Linked DNA regions of Mus musculus: region 2 is linked to region 1. Evidence: chromatin contacts called from public Micro-C data. All regions are on one chromosome and are shown on one strand. Each heading gives the region's core, a stretch centred on a gene start, on an enhancer-like site or on the middle of the called end of the contact. The rest is flanking DNA. Distances are from core to core; before and after follow the strand shown. Region 1 holds the start of Proser2 (proline and serine rich 2). Region 2 overlaps Usp6nl (USP6 N-terminal like).

Region 1 (7,940 bases), core at 3,761-6,260:
AGTGGGAACCGAGTTTGTAAAGGGAAGCAGGAGAGAACTAATAATCTAGTCTTGCATTTCAAGGCCTACAGAGGCCCTGAGAGAGAGGTCACACTCCTATCCCAAACTACAGATCGGGAACCCAGTTACCAAAGCTCCGAGTGGGGAACCTCAGGGTCACACAGCTATTGGTGATGAAGCCCAAATTGTGGGGCTCCTGAGTCCCAATGGAATGTGGCTCTCTCTCCTTGCCTGTCCAGTTTAGAAATACATTTGTAGCCTGCGATGGTGGCCCACGCCTTTAATCCTAGCAACTGGGAGGCAGAGGCAGATGGATCTCTGTGAGTTCGAGGCCAGCCCGGCCTACAGAGCAAGTCCAGGACAGCCAAGACTGCTACACTGAGAAACTCTGTCTCAAGCAAACAAACGAATAAAATAAAGATTTGTAATCTGTACATATCTGTTTGTCTGCCTAGTGACTACTTTAGGGCTCAGCCACATCTACAAAAACTACTGAAGAAACAGATGAACACCCCAGGGTTTCAGATGACAGGTAGACAGGTAGAAGATTAAGTATTTCATAGCACTAGTCAGACAATTGGCCCCTGAGAAAGAGAAGTACTTTCAAAGAGAAAGTGGAAAAACAAAACAGCCCACAACAGAACAAAGGGTTGAGAGAGAACCCGATCCACAAACTGCAGTCCCATGCATGGTTTTGGTGACTTAAAAAAACTGAAACAAAACAGAACCACAATTTGCACAGGCGTTGAGTGTCTCCACAGGGCTCCAGTGTTGGGAGCTTTGTTCCCAGCAGGTGAGGCTATTTGGGGAGTTTCTGTGACCATCAGGTAGTGTGGCCCGGCTGCAGGAAGTAGGTCGCAGGGGCAGGTTCTTGTGGGTATCTTGTCCCAGGGCCCTTCCTACTCTCCATTTTTTCTTTCCTTCTCTGCTTCCTGTCCACCTCCAGCAGACTCTGCTGCCATGATATTCTGCTCATGTGCACTGGCACCAAATTAAACTTGGCACCTCTGAGTTGTTCTCTTAGGTGTCTGGCTCACAGGAATGCAAAAGGAACGAAGGAGAGAACTTCTCTAATGACGTAGAGAAAGATGGCTGAACAGCTGTCAAAATACTCGCAGAGCAAGCCTGCTGACCCAAGTGCAATCCTCAGAGCTCACAGTGAGAGAAAAGAACTGACTCCCCAAATTGCCCTTTGACCTCTGCATGTTCATCATGACAATGAATACACCTTTCTCCCACACAAATAAATAAAGCAAAATAAAAACAATAAATAATGATGTATTCAGCAGCCTTCTCCTCAGCTGCAGAGGACACGCTCCAAGAACCTCAACAAATGCACGTTACAGAGCAGCACACTGAACCCCATAGGAAACGTTTTTCCTGTGTACGCATATATTCAATGATAGAATTCAACTTATAAATAAATTCGGCGCAGTAAGAGATCATTAACGACAGAGTGATTAAAACAATATGCTGAAATAACAGCCACATGACTGTGCCCCCTCTCGGTACTCAGGTAATATTGTCAAGCTGTGGTTGACCAGGAGCAAACAAACTGGGGATGAGGACTGGGAAGAAATCACAGTTAGAAAAGTGCCCGCCAGGCATCCTCGGAAAAGCTGGCCACATTGGTACACATCTCTAACCACAGCATGAAGGGCTGGGGGAGGAAGACACAGGAGGCTATCTGGAGCTCAGTGGGCAAGCCAGCCTAGCTCCAGGTCCAAAGGGAAAGAGAGGGACACAGTCTGAAGCAATAACAAGAGAAAGAAAAGAAAATGATTGAGGAAGACACTAGACACCGCCCCCCCCCACCTCTTATGTGTATATACTCCCCATCTCTCTCTCTCTCACACACACACACACACACATGCGCATGCTCACACGTCGCGTCCTGCCAGTTAGCACACTTCTCAACACTGTTAGTCATTAGCAACTGCAAATCAAACTCACAAGGAGATACGACTTCTTACCACTAGGATGACCTCAACAAGCAACACGGGGTCTACACATGTGATGGAACACAGTGTATTCAAAAAAAGGGGGCGGGGATAAAGGACCAATATGCTGCTGACAAATCTTGAAACTGCAGAGGCCAAATACTTTACAATTCCATCTGTATGAGAATAGGCAAACCAAGAAACAGAAAGCAGGTTAGTGGCCACCAGGGGCCACTAATGAATGGGTATTCATTCCCCTGGGGGGAAGGGAGACTGTTTAATGGGGAGGGGTGATGGAAAAGTTCTAGAATCAGACAGGTGTGATGGCTACACACCACTATTAATATACTCAGTGTCGCACTTTAGTAGACTTTAAGATGTATATACTTTATATTTTACTATATTAAAAATGATAACTGAACAGGTGAAATGGTTCAGTGGGTGGAGGTGCTTGCCACCAAATGTGACAACCTGAGTTCTACACCAGAGGCTCACGTGGTGGAAAAAGAGAACCCATCCATGTAAATTGTCCTTTGACCTCTACATGGGCACTGTGGCACATGCACATATATGTGCACACATGCACACACACAAATAAATGTAATAGACTCTTTTTTCTTAATGAGAATCATTTCAGCACTTGGGAGGTAGAGATAGGTGGACTGGAAGTTCAAGGTGATCCTCTGCCAGGCATCAAGTTCAAGAGCAGCATCAGCTAAAATCTGACAGGCAGGAGAGAGTGATGAATGAGAATCGGGTTTTCCGGCACCAAGGTATCTAGTATGGTGATAGGCATTCAAAAAGACCTACCAGATTCTGCTCCAGAAACATAGGCTGTTAGGCTGCACAGACCGTGAGTACAACACTATCTTTCGTTAAATTCTCTCAAATTTCAAGATTGATGCTGTAACCCTGGGAGGAAGCAAGGGCTTTACTGAGAGGAGAAACTTCACTGTGGTTCATACAGACAAGCCATTATCAGGGATGCCACTATACAAAGAGAAGGCCATCTCAGCATGCTCAAGAGGCCTTCAGAGACTGGACAGGGAGCCATCTCTGTTGGACACCCATGAGGAAGCCACCACTGAACCCCCAAGAAGAAACAAATGCTGCCCTTGACCGTCAAAGCACTCAAGTTCTGTGATGCTGCTAGGATTGCTAGGATTCCCCTGGCACCTACAAATGGCCCCGAGGCCGCTGGCATCCATCCCATAACAGCTCAGAGAAGATACACTCCAACTTTTTGTTCCAGAGGATTTCCTGTGCTGGGCTCTGCTCCACCCAGAGCGTCCACGTCCTCCCTTCAGGTTTCAAGGCTGTCCTCTGCCTCTATCAGTTACCTGAGCTGATCTTCAGATCAACATAAGGTGCCAACTGTAGGCTCCTGAGGTGTCTCAGAACCTTGGAGCCGAGGCCAGGTGTCTCATCAGCCACTGGCGAAGGCAGGATTACCAGATCTGGTTTAATCAGTTTGGACCATATGGCTCTTATCTAGAAATTCTGCATGTGCATTCGCAAGTCAGGGCTCAGAACACTGAAGCTGGTGAAAGAGACCACAAATGTAAGGATGAAGGAACTGAGGGCCACACCACGCCTGCATTAAAACAGGCCAATCCCTCTTCAACGAAGTGCCACGGGGCTCTTCAGTTTCAAAAAACACAGCCCATCTTTATAACTGCCACTTATTCTAATTTCAAATTTCTGTTTTCTGTGAGAGGAGAAAAATGCTTTTAAATTATCAGGATCCAAAATTTTCCAGTGAGAAGCTCACTGGAGTCACTGTTAAAAGGAACCAGTCACCGAGAAAAAGGCTATTACTGGTCTGGGCAAGAAAATACAGAAGATTCCATACATACGCTGTCAAGCCTGGCAAGAAAGATCGTAGCCCGACTTCCACCCTTCCCACCCAGCCCCAAGTAAATAGGGCATTTGTTTGTATTTCCACATTGGCCGCACCATTGGCCGCACCAACGAAAGTACCTCCTCCACCTAGGAAAACAATCTGGAACATTCAGGCATGGAATATGAGGGCAAAGTTTTAGTACACACTGGAGCACCTCACAGAAAATTATTTTTCCTAAGAGTCTGTCCTTCAAGCACTTCCCAGAGTTTACACTTAATACCTGGTTTGGTATTTCTAGATCGTTCTAGGACAAAGCTTCTTGTTGTTATCTATTAAAACTGGAGCCAGAGGGAATCTTCCCACAGCGGGACTCGAAAGTTTTACTCTTTAGGGGGACACACACACACAAACCCCTCTTCATTGTCTCCTTTGCACCAAATAGGTTCAGGCAGAGTTGTCCTGTGGTTAGGTGCCTAGAGGGGGTTAGTTACTTAAATTTAGAATCCGTAAAACAAAAGTTGAGAAACTTTCCGTCTCAGGGAAACGCTGCAGTTTATTTGACTGCCTTTTGTTAAGCCCTGTCTCATTAGCCACATATTCGGTCTTTCTAACCCTACCGTCCCAGGTCTCCCGGCAGACCCACACAAACATCCCCGCGCGATTCAGTTACCTGCGGGGAACCGGCGGGGGCATGGAAAACCTGCCGAAGGATTCGCTCAGGATACTGGTTTAACAGGTGGCTCTGGCCATCTCCGGGTTTCAGCCTCGCAAAGGACACGGTCCTCACGCGCAGTCCGCTCCAGGAAAGGTAAGGGACCAAAGACTCAACTCAGACAACACGCCACGAGCCACTCTCGCTCTCGGGAAAACCCCTAGGTGAAAAGCCACACGTCGCGATCCCCGAAGCCCCAGGATGGAGGCCAACCGGTGGCACTGACCTCGGCGACGACAGAGCCCCAGCTGCGCGCAAAGGGCTTCCCCAGTTACCAAGACCCGGACCGGGAGCCCTGGATGATCCCGACAGCTGCTGCCGCTCCCGGTGTCCCGCGCTTGGCCTGGCCTCGCTCAGTAGGGCGGAACTCACCGAGCCAAGTCCCCTCCGCGGGTCGCAGGTGTCCACGCCGACTGAGACCCTCGGGGCTCACGCCGTCCTCCGGCCAGCAAGTCGTGCACGCACGCACGCCGATCGTCCCGGGCTGCCTGGAGCGCGCTCCCCAGGGCGTCCAGCACCTCCCCGCCGCGCGCTCTCGGCGGCCGTGCGCGCTCCGCCGCCCAGCGCTCTGCACCTCTGCCGCGCGTTCCTGGCGGCCGGACTCCAGTCGGCCAGAGGTAGTCTGCGCGTCCCCGCGATACTTAAAGGGCCAGCGCCCAAAGCCCTTGGCTGTGCCTGTCAGGCCTTCTCGGTCTACTTGTGAGACTGAATTGAGCATGAGCAATCGTAATACCAATGTGCTTTTGAAGTCCTGAATAAGAAGGGACTTCTCCAGCAACTCCACCACTAACTTTGAGAGTTTCGTTGTTGTTGTTGTTGTTGTTTTAAAGTAGAATTTCATTATGTAGGATGGCTTCAAGTTCATGATCCTCCTGCCTCAGCCTCCTGACTTCTGAGATTACAGGCATCCAACAACAATATCCTGAAGAGATTATTTTCATTTAATAATAATGACTGTTATTTATGAAATACGTATACTTTCAAACAAGACACATAACATACATTATTTTGTTTAATTCATTTAGACAATGTTTGTGGGGTCGTGGGGTTAAGTCTTTCTTTGTTTTTGTTTTTTTGAAAAGGGATCTCATTATGTAGCCTTGGCTGGCCTGGAGCTCACTATGTAGACTAGGCTGGCCTCCAATTCAGAGAGAGCCAATGCAGGCTGAGATTAAAGGCGTGTGCCACCACGCCAAGCTCTATTCATGTTTAATGAACTTGTAAGCATTGTCCATATGTGAGTTACTTATGTGATGTTCCCATATGTGTGCACACTGAACAGGGTTTTTAGCAGAGTAAACATGGCCAGCTCCTTAAATATTTATCATTTGCTTGTCATGAAAAATGTCAAAATCCTTCTTGCTTTTTTTTGAGGATTTTGTTTCTTTTGGTTCATTCATTCATTCATTCATCCACTCATCCATTCCTTCATTCGTGTGTGTGTGTGTGTGAGAGAGAGAGAGAGAGAGAGAGAGAGAGAGAGATGCTTCAAAAAGTGAAGGTCAGCCGACAGCCTTCAGGAGCTGGTCCTCTCTTGCCCTCACGAGGGTCAGAGTTCAGGGCTCAGGGCAAGTGCCTCAATCCAATGAGCCATTTTCTTGGCCAGCCAGGTCCTTTGACTTCTTATGGTTATTTTACAGAGAGGGATTTTTGAGGTCGACGAGGCTGAAGAAAGGCCCCGGTTTTGATCCTGTTGATTGTTGGGATATCTTTACCACCGGGGGGAACATTTCTGAGTAGCTAATAGTAATAGCTCATTGTTGTGGCAGCCTTTCCCAACCGGGCAGAAGCTAATGTTCTCAGCGAGAAAGCCAGGGCCATGGATTTTATTCACTGTAATGCTTGGTGTGGCTCGAATGACAACCTGTACCCCCTAAATGTTTGCATTTTCCCCATTTAATGGAAAGCGAAGGAAGTGGCTGGCCACACAAATGACTGGGTTACAGGCAGCTGACAGGGCTGAGCCCAATTCCTCAGTCCTGAGATCATACCTTGGTCTTCCCCAGGAAGAAGAAGTACCTGATTAAAGGGAAGAAAACTTTTTCTCTAATAACACACTGGCCTCGCCTAACTCCCTGCATCTTTAATTAATGTTTACAAAGCACTTTAATCTACATGCTAGTTAATTAGGCAAGCATTATTATTTTTTTTATTTTTACACAGAAGGCTTCCCCATCCTTTCCCTATCACCTCCCCACCCCCATAATTCCAAGCACTAAGCTGGAGGCAGGCAAGGGTTCAAGCGCAGGGTCTCCAGCCTGCATAGGGTCCTCCAGCTCTCCCATCCACTGAGAGTCAATGTGAGCCTGTTCTATAAAAACAGAAGCAGTCCAGCCACACCTGCTTGTAGCTATAAGCAAAACCCTGCAACTGGAAGTAGGCCCTGCTGATCAGAACAGTAAACTGGTCACGTGGCTCCCCAGTGTGGTGCAGGGCGCAGTGAACACAGGAACTGGTCCAAGAGGAGCCATTTTCCAAAAACACTTCCGGTTGGCCAGGTCTTGGTCCACTAATTTCAGACATGACTCTGGTCACCGTTCACTGACATAAGAAGGTGTCCAGCTTGGGCTGGGAGGCAGAATTCACAGTCTTTATTCTCACTTTCTGTTTACTCTTGGCCTTGGACTTAACAGGCACTGGTCGGATAATGGCTGTGTCCCTAGGCTGGATGAATTTTGTTCGTCCTCCAAGCCCATCGAAGCATATTCTTACCACATCTGTGCTGCAACGGGATTCTGCTGTGGTCCTGTTGGGCTGTTTCTGACCCAGGACAGCATTCTAGATGAAGAGAGGTGTCTTAGTCAGGGTTTCTATTCCTGCACAAACATCATGACCAAGAAGCAAGTTGGGGAGGAAAGGGTTTATTCAGCTTACACTTCCATACTGCTGTTCATCACCAAGGAAGTCAGGACTGGAACTCAAGCAGGTCAGGAAGCAGGAGCTGATGCAGAGGCCATGGAGGGATGTTCTTTACTGGCTTGCTTCCCCTGCCTTGCTCAGCCTGCTCTCTTATAGAACCCAAGACTACCAGCCCAGAGATGGTCCCACCCACAAGGGGCCTTTCCCCCTTGATCACTAATTGAGAAAATGCCTTACAGTTGGATCTCATGGAGGCATTTCCTCAACTGAAGCTCCTTTCTCTGTGATAACTCCAGCTGTGTCAAGTTGACACAAAACTAGCCAGTAAAAGAGGGAAGGCACCAGCCAGTCTTCATCTGGCTCTCCTACACATCGCTGGCCACCCAGTGAGAGCTGGGACTCCAGCTTGGAGACTTTGCGCTCCTTCTTGGGGACGTCCTGCACGGGAGAGCATGCCCTCTCCAGGCACAGCTTCTTGGGGAGGCGATGCTGGGCGCCGGAGATCTGGGCTGAGGGGTATTTACATCAAAGGTAACATTCACTGAAGGGTGGCTGGTGAAGCCTCGGGTTCATCATCTCCACAGGG
Region 2 (7,940 bases), core at 3,281-5,780, 270 kb after region 1:
GAACAAACAAACTGTTGAGAGAGCTGCCGAGATCAGTTTTGTCTATACGCAGTGCTTCGTTTATTACTGACAGTTCATCTAAGAGTCTCAGGATACTTAACATTAAATTCACTAGCCCACTGGAAGCCAATTTTTCTTCTCTTTTCTCTTCTTTTCTTTTCTGATATTGGGAATTAAACCTAGGGCTCCACTCATGCCAGGCACATACCACACCCTACCACTGAGTTACACCTTCAGCATCTCTGTGTGAGGGATGCACACAGTCAGTCAAATATATGAGTCCATGTGTACACATGTTCACATGTGTGTATGCATGCATGTAGAAGCCAGAGGTAACCTTGGATGTTTCTCAGAAGCCATCATTTTTTTCCTTCTACAAGTGTAGGTTTCTCATTGGACCTTGTAATCCAGCCAGTTAGACTAGGCTGGCCGGCTGGCCGGCAGGCCAGTGAGCCCCAGAGATCTGCCTGTGCCTTCCCGGTGAATCTCCCATACCTTTGTGTGTGTTGGTTGCTAAGGATTGAACTCTGGTCCTCTTTCTTGTGTAGCAAGCACTTTACAAGCTGAGCCATCTCTTCTGGACTTCCAAACTCTGATTTTACATTTTTATTTCAAGACAGGGTCTCACTAAGTTGCCCATATAGGCTTTGAGCTCACTGACAACCCAGGCAGTTGTTGATTAGCTGGGGTTTTGGTCCTGGCCCTCCAGGCCTAGCTTCGGTTCTTTTCTTTATGTTAATGTTAGTGTCTAGTTTGCCACTTAGTTTGGTAGAAGTTGTGTGGAGCTCCCTTTACCTAATGTGTGAGGACTGGCATCCCAGTACAGTCGAGGTGGAGTAGCTATGAGAAAGGCTGTGATTCACGAAGCCTAAAACATTTACTGTTTGCTGTGACTGAACCCTGGTCTAGGATTGTTCAAAACAGAACTGGCTGCCATAATAGAAATGTTGAGTATGGCAGCCTCTTGATACATGACTTTTGTGTGGTCCGATTGTTGTAGTGAGACAGACTTTGAATTGTTCCCTGTAGGCTGGTGACCGCTGTGTTTAAGTGAGGCATGTTGCGACAATAGACCAGGTGGATTTTCTGTTGAATCTGGTGGAGTAGAAACGGGAAGCACACATCTCTCTAGAGTCAGGAATGACATAGGAAGAAATCCTGTCTCGGAAAAACAAAACAAAACAAAACAAAGCTCTGATCTCAACCATTCCGTGTTTGTTGTTGTTCTCTGCAGTGAGGAGGAGCTCCCATACCATAATGCAGCTGCGGACCGGGTAAGTGTGGTTCTTTGTTTATTTGTAGTTATTGATTGATGAATTGCCTCAAGAGGAATAGAATCTGCCTTTGTCATTTTTGAGTGCTGTATTGTATGTGGCTGGCATCGTCAGAATTTGACCATAATGATACCACTCTTAAGAAAGTAACCAGAATAAGCATGAAATGGGTTTAGGAGGATTTATGAAATTCTCATTTTTCTTTAAAAGTAAGAAGAAAGATAGTATTCTAAAATGTTCAGCGCCAGCTTCAAATTCTACCTGTATGAAATAGCCTCTCTGTGGCAGGAACTTTCATCTGCCCATCCGTCCGTCTGTCTGTCCATCCATCCACATCGAGTAGGCATGCGTACCATCAATGGTTTCTGTTTGGCTAGTTTCCCTCAGCGTTTGCTAGTTCTTTGAGCTGTCCACACAGTGTATTTTGGTCACTCCTTCCTCTCGCCCCTCCCTCCTTCCCTACCCACTCAGCTTTGGGTTCTTTTTGTTTTTAAACCCATCAAATTTTGGCTGCCTGCATACTCTTGGATGTGTGGCCTTATTGGAGAATGGTCAGCCCTTAAAGAAAATGGTCTCTCCCCTCCCAACAGCTATCAGCTGCCAATAGCTTCCTAGCTAGCAACTGGGTGTGGCTTCTTGCCCACCTCCCTCTCCATGATGGGATTTTGTCTGGCTTAACCTGTGTAGATCTCATCATGCATGCTGTCACAACTGCTGAGAGAGTTAGAAAATCATTTCCTTATAATACCCACCATCTCTGGCTCTTATACTCTTCCATCATCGTATCTGAGCCTTGGAGGAGGGGATGCGGGATAGATGTTCCATTTAGGGCATAATTCCTATTCTCTACACCTCGAACAGTTGTGAGTCTCTGTTTATCACCTTCCACTGTAAAAAAGAAGCTTCCGAGGGAGGCCCGGCAGCTACAGTAATCTCTGGGTACAGCAGTGAGTCATTGCAAGTACAGCGTCCCAAGCATCCTACGAGCCCTCTGGATACTAAAGCAGCACTGTAGACCCGTAGCTCTGAGAAAGCAACTGTCCCTGAGATTCTGTCCAGCTTCCCCCAAGCCATGACTGAAGCATTTCCTGTGGTCAGTTAACTACGTTAGCGTTCTAAGGACTAGGACAAGTGGCACAGTAAACCTGTCCGCTTTTCTTGAAACATTTCTTCACTCTACTTAGTGAGGAGCTGGTTCTCCGCCTGGGTGTGCGTGAGAAGTAGGGACGGGAAGTTTCAGCTGCTTAGAATTTCCTTACTCTTCCCCCTTCTCTCCTAAAATGAATCGGAGAATGGAAAGTGAAGGTATTTTGTTTCTGTGTATTCTGAGGATGGGAGCTGAGCTTCAGACAATGCAGATGAAATTAAAAATTAATTAAAAAATCAAAATTTTCTGAAAAATCAAAACTGTAGCAAAACCTTAAGATGTGAACAGAATTTTTATTTTCCATCTATGAAGACCACCTGTGAACACCTTTTTCAGGCAGCTGCTAGGCTGCTGGGTTCTCTGGTAATAGCCGTAGCCAAGAGGCTTTGACAGGACTTTTAACAGCAATATAACAGAGTAACAAGCCTCTGCCTGCCACTTCTTGTATCCTGACCCACTGATACCACCACAGGACCCCTTCCTCAGCTTCATCTTTTCTTTCACCTCAAATTTTATTGTAGCCATTATAGATGGTCTCTAACCCCTCTTACAGTAGTCTTCCTCCCTCCTTCCCTCCCTCCCTCCCTTCCTCCTCCCTCCCTCCCTCCCTCCTTCCTTCTCTCCTTCCATCCTTCCTTCCCTCCTTCCCTCTCTCCCTTCCACTCTCCCTCCCTCTCTCCTGCCCTCTGTGTCACCAAAAAACAAACAAACAAACAAAAAAACCAACCATACTTTAAGATTCTGAATGTTGATCTTTTCCTTGGCCTAATACTGGTCCTCAGATTGGCTCCTTCCTCCAGACTCCAGTCCATAGTCTTCTCAGCTCTCTCTTGAGTCTGAAACTTTCCGACCCCGTCTCATCTCTTAGCCAGTGCTGTGAGCTCTGCCTCCAGGTGTCTTCTCCACTTGTGCTCCCCTGTCCCTCGCTCTCCTCTGGAGCCTCCTGTCTTCCTGCCTTAGTCTTTATCCCCTTTCTCTTAGCCTTACTATTCAGTGAACGATTAAAATGATCCTGTTAAAATGGGTTAAGAACCTGACACTTTCTGATCAGAACCTGTTCCATCTGCAGTAAACTCAAGGGTTAAGAATGGTCCTCAGAGCGCAGGGGTGGCTTACTCTCTACCCTTGTATGACCTCCACTCTTTGAGCTCTGGTGTCTCCTGAGTGTGAGCGGGAAGCAGAGCCCCTCTGCAAGGCTGTCCCACTGGCTTCTTCTCTCGTGGGGTTTGGCTGTCCTCAAAGCAGCTTCAAGGCTCAGCCCTTTTACATTCTCCAAGAAGTTATCCAAGTGTCACTTATAGAATGTGGCTGTCCTTGGTCATCTAACCTAATTTTGGAAACTTCTACCCCTTGTGTTCATTTTCTTCCCCTCCCTCTCCCCTCCCCCTCCTCTCATGTTGTCTGTTTTGTTTTCCCTTTCTCTAGAGTCTGCACATTCATGTGTTACTTATGTTGAGGATCGCTCCCTCCCTCTGTTTCTCACACTAGGCTGTTGTTATCCTTCATTATAGCATTAAGCATGTTGACTTAGAAGCTAACACAGAGTCTGCAATTGTTGCAGTGTCCTACATTTGAAAGGTTAGGGAGAAGAGAATTGAAATTGTTTGTTTTTAAACAAAGCTTAATTGATTTGGCAAAATAAAAATGTATTAATCTAGTGTTGACTTCTCTCTCCTTCACTATTTGTAATTTTTTTGGTTGAGAAATCCTTAGAGTCTTCCAGCTAGTAAATAGATTATTAGTCAAGAAATATGCCAATAAAAAAGAAATGCAAGACAGATTAGCAAAAGGTACATACTTGAAAACTAAGCTTGCTTAATTTTTTAAAATAAGACTCAGCTGTATAATAAAATTCTTATCCAGTGCAAGTATGCGTTTAATTAATTAATTTCTTGTTTAAAGGCTTAATATAATTGAGAACCACTAAAAAGTAATCTATGTATACCTTAATAATTTATTTAAAATGCCTTTAATCTAAGCACTTGAGTGTCCTACCGTGCCCTGTTTCTCTGGGGTGCCCAGAGCACAGCCTGCAGGCCTTCCGGAGAAGGCAGGGCAAAATCCAAAGCAGGGAGTCTGCAGCGGTTTCCAGGTCCCCCTCTGCTTACCCTAGCACTGTCCGCGCAGCGCCTAGCAAAGCAGGGAGTCTGCAGCGGTTTCCAGGCCCCTCTCTGCTTACCCTAGCACTGTCCGCGTACCGCCTAGCACCGAGGGAGGGAACTGGGATCCACAGGTCTGCCCTTTTCTCTGGGCACCTGCCAGACAGAGAGGGGAAAAGTGGAGCCTGGGATGGATGGAGCCTGGTTTGATTCCAGAGTTTGGAGGGGCTGCAGGAGAGAAGGCCTTCCTCTGGAGTTCTAGGTGGGGCTCTTTAAGATGAAGGCCTTCCTTGCAGCGATCCACTTATTCATACTGGTTTATTTGATGGTGGGTGTGAATGTACACACTTTATTCTGGGTGAACCGGGGATTAAATACCCTTTTTGGGAAGGAATTCCCCGGAAGAGAAGTTCATTACGGGGCGGGGTGGGATGGGGTGGGGGAAGCTATCTAGATACTTCATTAGCATAGAGAACTCCAGGTGTTTATGTAGTGATCTAGTGCCTGTGTCCTCAGTGGCGGGTCAGGGCTGCCTGTTTCAGAACAGGTCCCAGGGGCTGGGCTCATTAAATCTTAGCATTCATTTGCCTGTCTGCTATCAGCATCTCACAGGCCTTGAGAGGCACAAATAGTAGAGCTTGAGGTCATCTGGTCTCCATAGAGAGTTGTAGGCTAGCAGGCCTGAAACCCTCTTCATCTTACACTAGTAAAGTGAGGACTGTTTGTATAGTTACTTGTCAGCCCTTTCCTGGGGGACAGAGGGCTCCAGTGCTTTGTTCTTTCACACACTGCACGTGCTTATTAGATGACTGTCTCGAATATTTGTTCCTGCATTTGTGATGCTTGCATAAATGTGTGTGTGTGTGTGTTCACAGCATACATGTGAGAGTTGGTTCTCTCCTTCCACCAGATGGGCACTGGGGATTGAACTCAGGTTGTTAGGTTTGGTGACCTGTGGCTCTGACTCTGCCTGTTATTTTACCAGGTCTGTGGTCTGATACCCCCCCCCCCCACAAACACACACATAAACTTAGACTCAGGCAAAGTAGTCTAAGGTTAGAAACTAGCATTCTCTAGTGTCCGCCTATACCGAGTGGCCGAGCTCTGCCGTTGCTAGACACATGATAAAGATCTATCTGTACATTGTCATTGAGTTAGGTCAGGACGAGTTGTTGCCCTGCTGAAGTTTCCACTCTGCAGTGTGCAGCTGAAGCTGTGCTCTTTGGTGCTTAGGAAGTCTAGTGTGCTGATATCTGTCTTGGCAGGTGATGGTGGCTCTGCCCATCTGTTTTGGTCTATAGTAGGGCGTTTCCCGTTTAAAATAGGGACAGTGATCCTCCCTCCCAAAAGGATTGATGTGATGCTTGCAAAGTAATTTGGGTTCCCCCAAATAGGCACTTAAACAAATAAACAAACACACTCATTATATTTATCCAGTAGAGAACAATATTAATAATGGATTATATTATTTCCTTGAGCTTATTGATGTTTTTAATAAGGAGGAAAGGGTATATAAAACTATGAATTTTCATAGCTAAAGCTATGAAATGCAGTGCAGTATTTTGCATAATATATAAAATATGAAAGCCTTCCATTTTTAAATTTTTTATTTTGTTTGTGTGTGCATATACATGCATATGTGCACATGTGCCACTGTGGTGGGCATGTGGAGGTCAGAGGACAGCTTACAGTGAGCGGTTTGTTCTCTTCTTCCTTCACTGTGTGAGTCCTGAAGGTCAGACTCCAGTCAGGCGTGGTGGATGGCCAGTGTTTTACCCTCCGCCATCTGGCCAGTCCTCCTTTATTTCTTCTGAAGAACGCCTTCGTTTTACCCTGCATCCAGGCTTACTGCTAAGTGACCGCACATTGCAGTGGCCAGGTCTCCTGTTCTTCTTATCCTCTCCTGACCTCTGCTGGTGAGATCCAGGCATGGGTGACTCCCAGCAGCATTTACTCACACGTCCTTACTGTAGGACATGGGAGGACCAAAATGTGTACTACTGTCATGCTTTGCACACTATGGAGCACCTCAGATGTTGGAGTTTCTCCTCAGTGGACAGTTGTCACAGACCTGCTACTTAGTAGCAGATTGAGTGCCCAGCTGAATTTCTTGATTAATTATTTATTTACATCCCAAATGCTGCCCCATCCCCTTCCCCCCTTCCCCTTTACTTCTGAGAGGGTGGCCCCTGGTTTATTTCCCCACCCTGGGGCATCAAGTCTCTGGGTTAGGCACATCCTTCCCCACTGACACAGGACAAGGCAGTCCTCTGCTACATGTGTAGTACTAGGGGCCTCAGTCCAGCCTGGGTATGGTTGGTGGCTTAGTCTCGTAGAGCTCCCTTAGATCCGGGTTAGTTGACTCTGTTGGGGTTCCTATCCCTTTCAGGGTCTTCAATCCTCCGTTTTCCCAAGGGTCCCTGACCTCTGTCCTATGTGTGGCTGTGGGTCTCTGCATCTGTTTCAGTCAGCTGCTGGGTGGAGCCTCTCAGAGGGCATTATGCTAGGTTTCTGTCTGTAAGCATAACAGAATATCATTAATAGTATCAGGGATTGCTGCTTGCCCATGGGATGGGTCTCAAGTTGGGGCAGTTAAATGGTTGGCCATTCCTTCTGTTTCTCCTTCATCTTTGTCCTTGCATTTCTTTTAGACAGGACAAATTTTGGGTTGAAATTTTTATGGGTGAGTGGGGTCCTGCCTGGCTACAGGAGGTGGCCTCTTCAGGTTCCGTGTCTGCACTGTTAGGCATCTTGAGGCCAAATCAAAGGTTCACACGACTGTTTGGGGAGCTGGAGCAGCTCACAAAAGTGCCGCACTTACTAGATCCATTTACTAAAAACAGTCCTCTGAGGAGCAGCCAAATGGAATACATGTGCATGGGGTTGGAACCAAGGGACAGAGGTTCCTTGCCCTCCTTGAGTATGAGAATCTCTTGAGCACTTCAGGTGATCACCAACCGGGAAGTTGCTCAACTCCACAGCAGAGGACTATTAATGGAGGGTCTATAACTTAGCTATGGTCAGTGTGTGAGACCTGAGTGCAGTCTTCAGCGTCATCATAGACCACTCACAGCAGAGATGAACCCTGAGACTCCAGTCACTTTCGCCTTTTTTATTCAGATTCAGACCCCAGCCAACCCCAGTTAATGTAATCCAGAACTCCCTCACAATTATGCTCTGAGCTTTGTCTGTAGTGCTCAACTAACATAGAAGTCTAAACTACACTAGAGATTATCCAAGCTATAATTTCTTTCCTTTTTCTTTTTTAAAAAAGAATTATTTATTAATTTTATGAATATGAGCACACTGTAGCTGTCTTTAGATGCACCAGAAAAAGGCATCAGATCCCATTACAGATGGTTGTAAGCCACCATGTGGTTGCTGGGAATTGAACTCGGAACCTCTGGAAGCCAGTGCTCT

Evidence for each region. Hi-C and Micro-C count contacts between places; a contact is called where the count stands out from the background.
Region 2: a Micro-C map of embryonic stem cells shows a contact between it and region 1, with 2.3 times the contacts expected there. The contact joins the enhancer-like site here to the promoter of Proser2 in region 1. A contact is called at or near these places in 1 of 39 promoter capture datasets (the C10 cell line), 2 of 484 Hi-C or Micro-C datasets (embryonic stem cells and nephron progenitors), 1 of 115 datasets of contacts at active chromatin or transcription factors (microglia) and 3 of 9 other capture datasets (adipose tissue, embryonic stem cells and liver).

The regions. Positions count from the first base shown.
Region 1 is chr2:6,125,175-6,133,114 of GRCm38.p6, forward strand. It overlaps Proser2 (proline and serine rich 2), which reads right to left and starts at 5,011. Exons shown (of 4, transcript NM_144883.4): 1 at 4,868-5,011. It overlaps Gm10857 (predicted gene 10857), which reads left to right and starts at 7,695. Exons shown (of 2, transcript NR_033470.1): 1 at 7,695-7,940. It also overlaps the pseudogene Gm13384.
Region 2 is chr2:6,399,046-6,406,985 of GRCm38.p6, forward strand. Usp6nl (USP6 N-terminal like) reads left to right here. Exons shown (of 15, transcript NM_001080548.1): 5 at 1,235-1,274. Among named protein-coding and RNA genes, the nearest start is that of Gm13388, 35 kb to the right of the region's middle. Within about 2 kb of position 4,531, at least 62 of the 459 cell types and tissues checked have an H3K27ac peak or open chromatin away from gene starts, as enhancers often do. A contact at or near this core is called in embryonic stem cells, where this site is marked.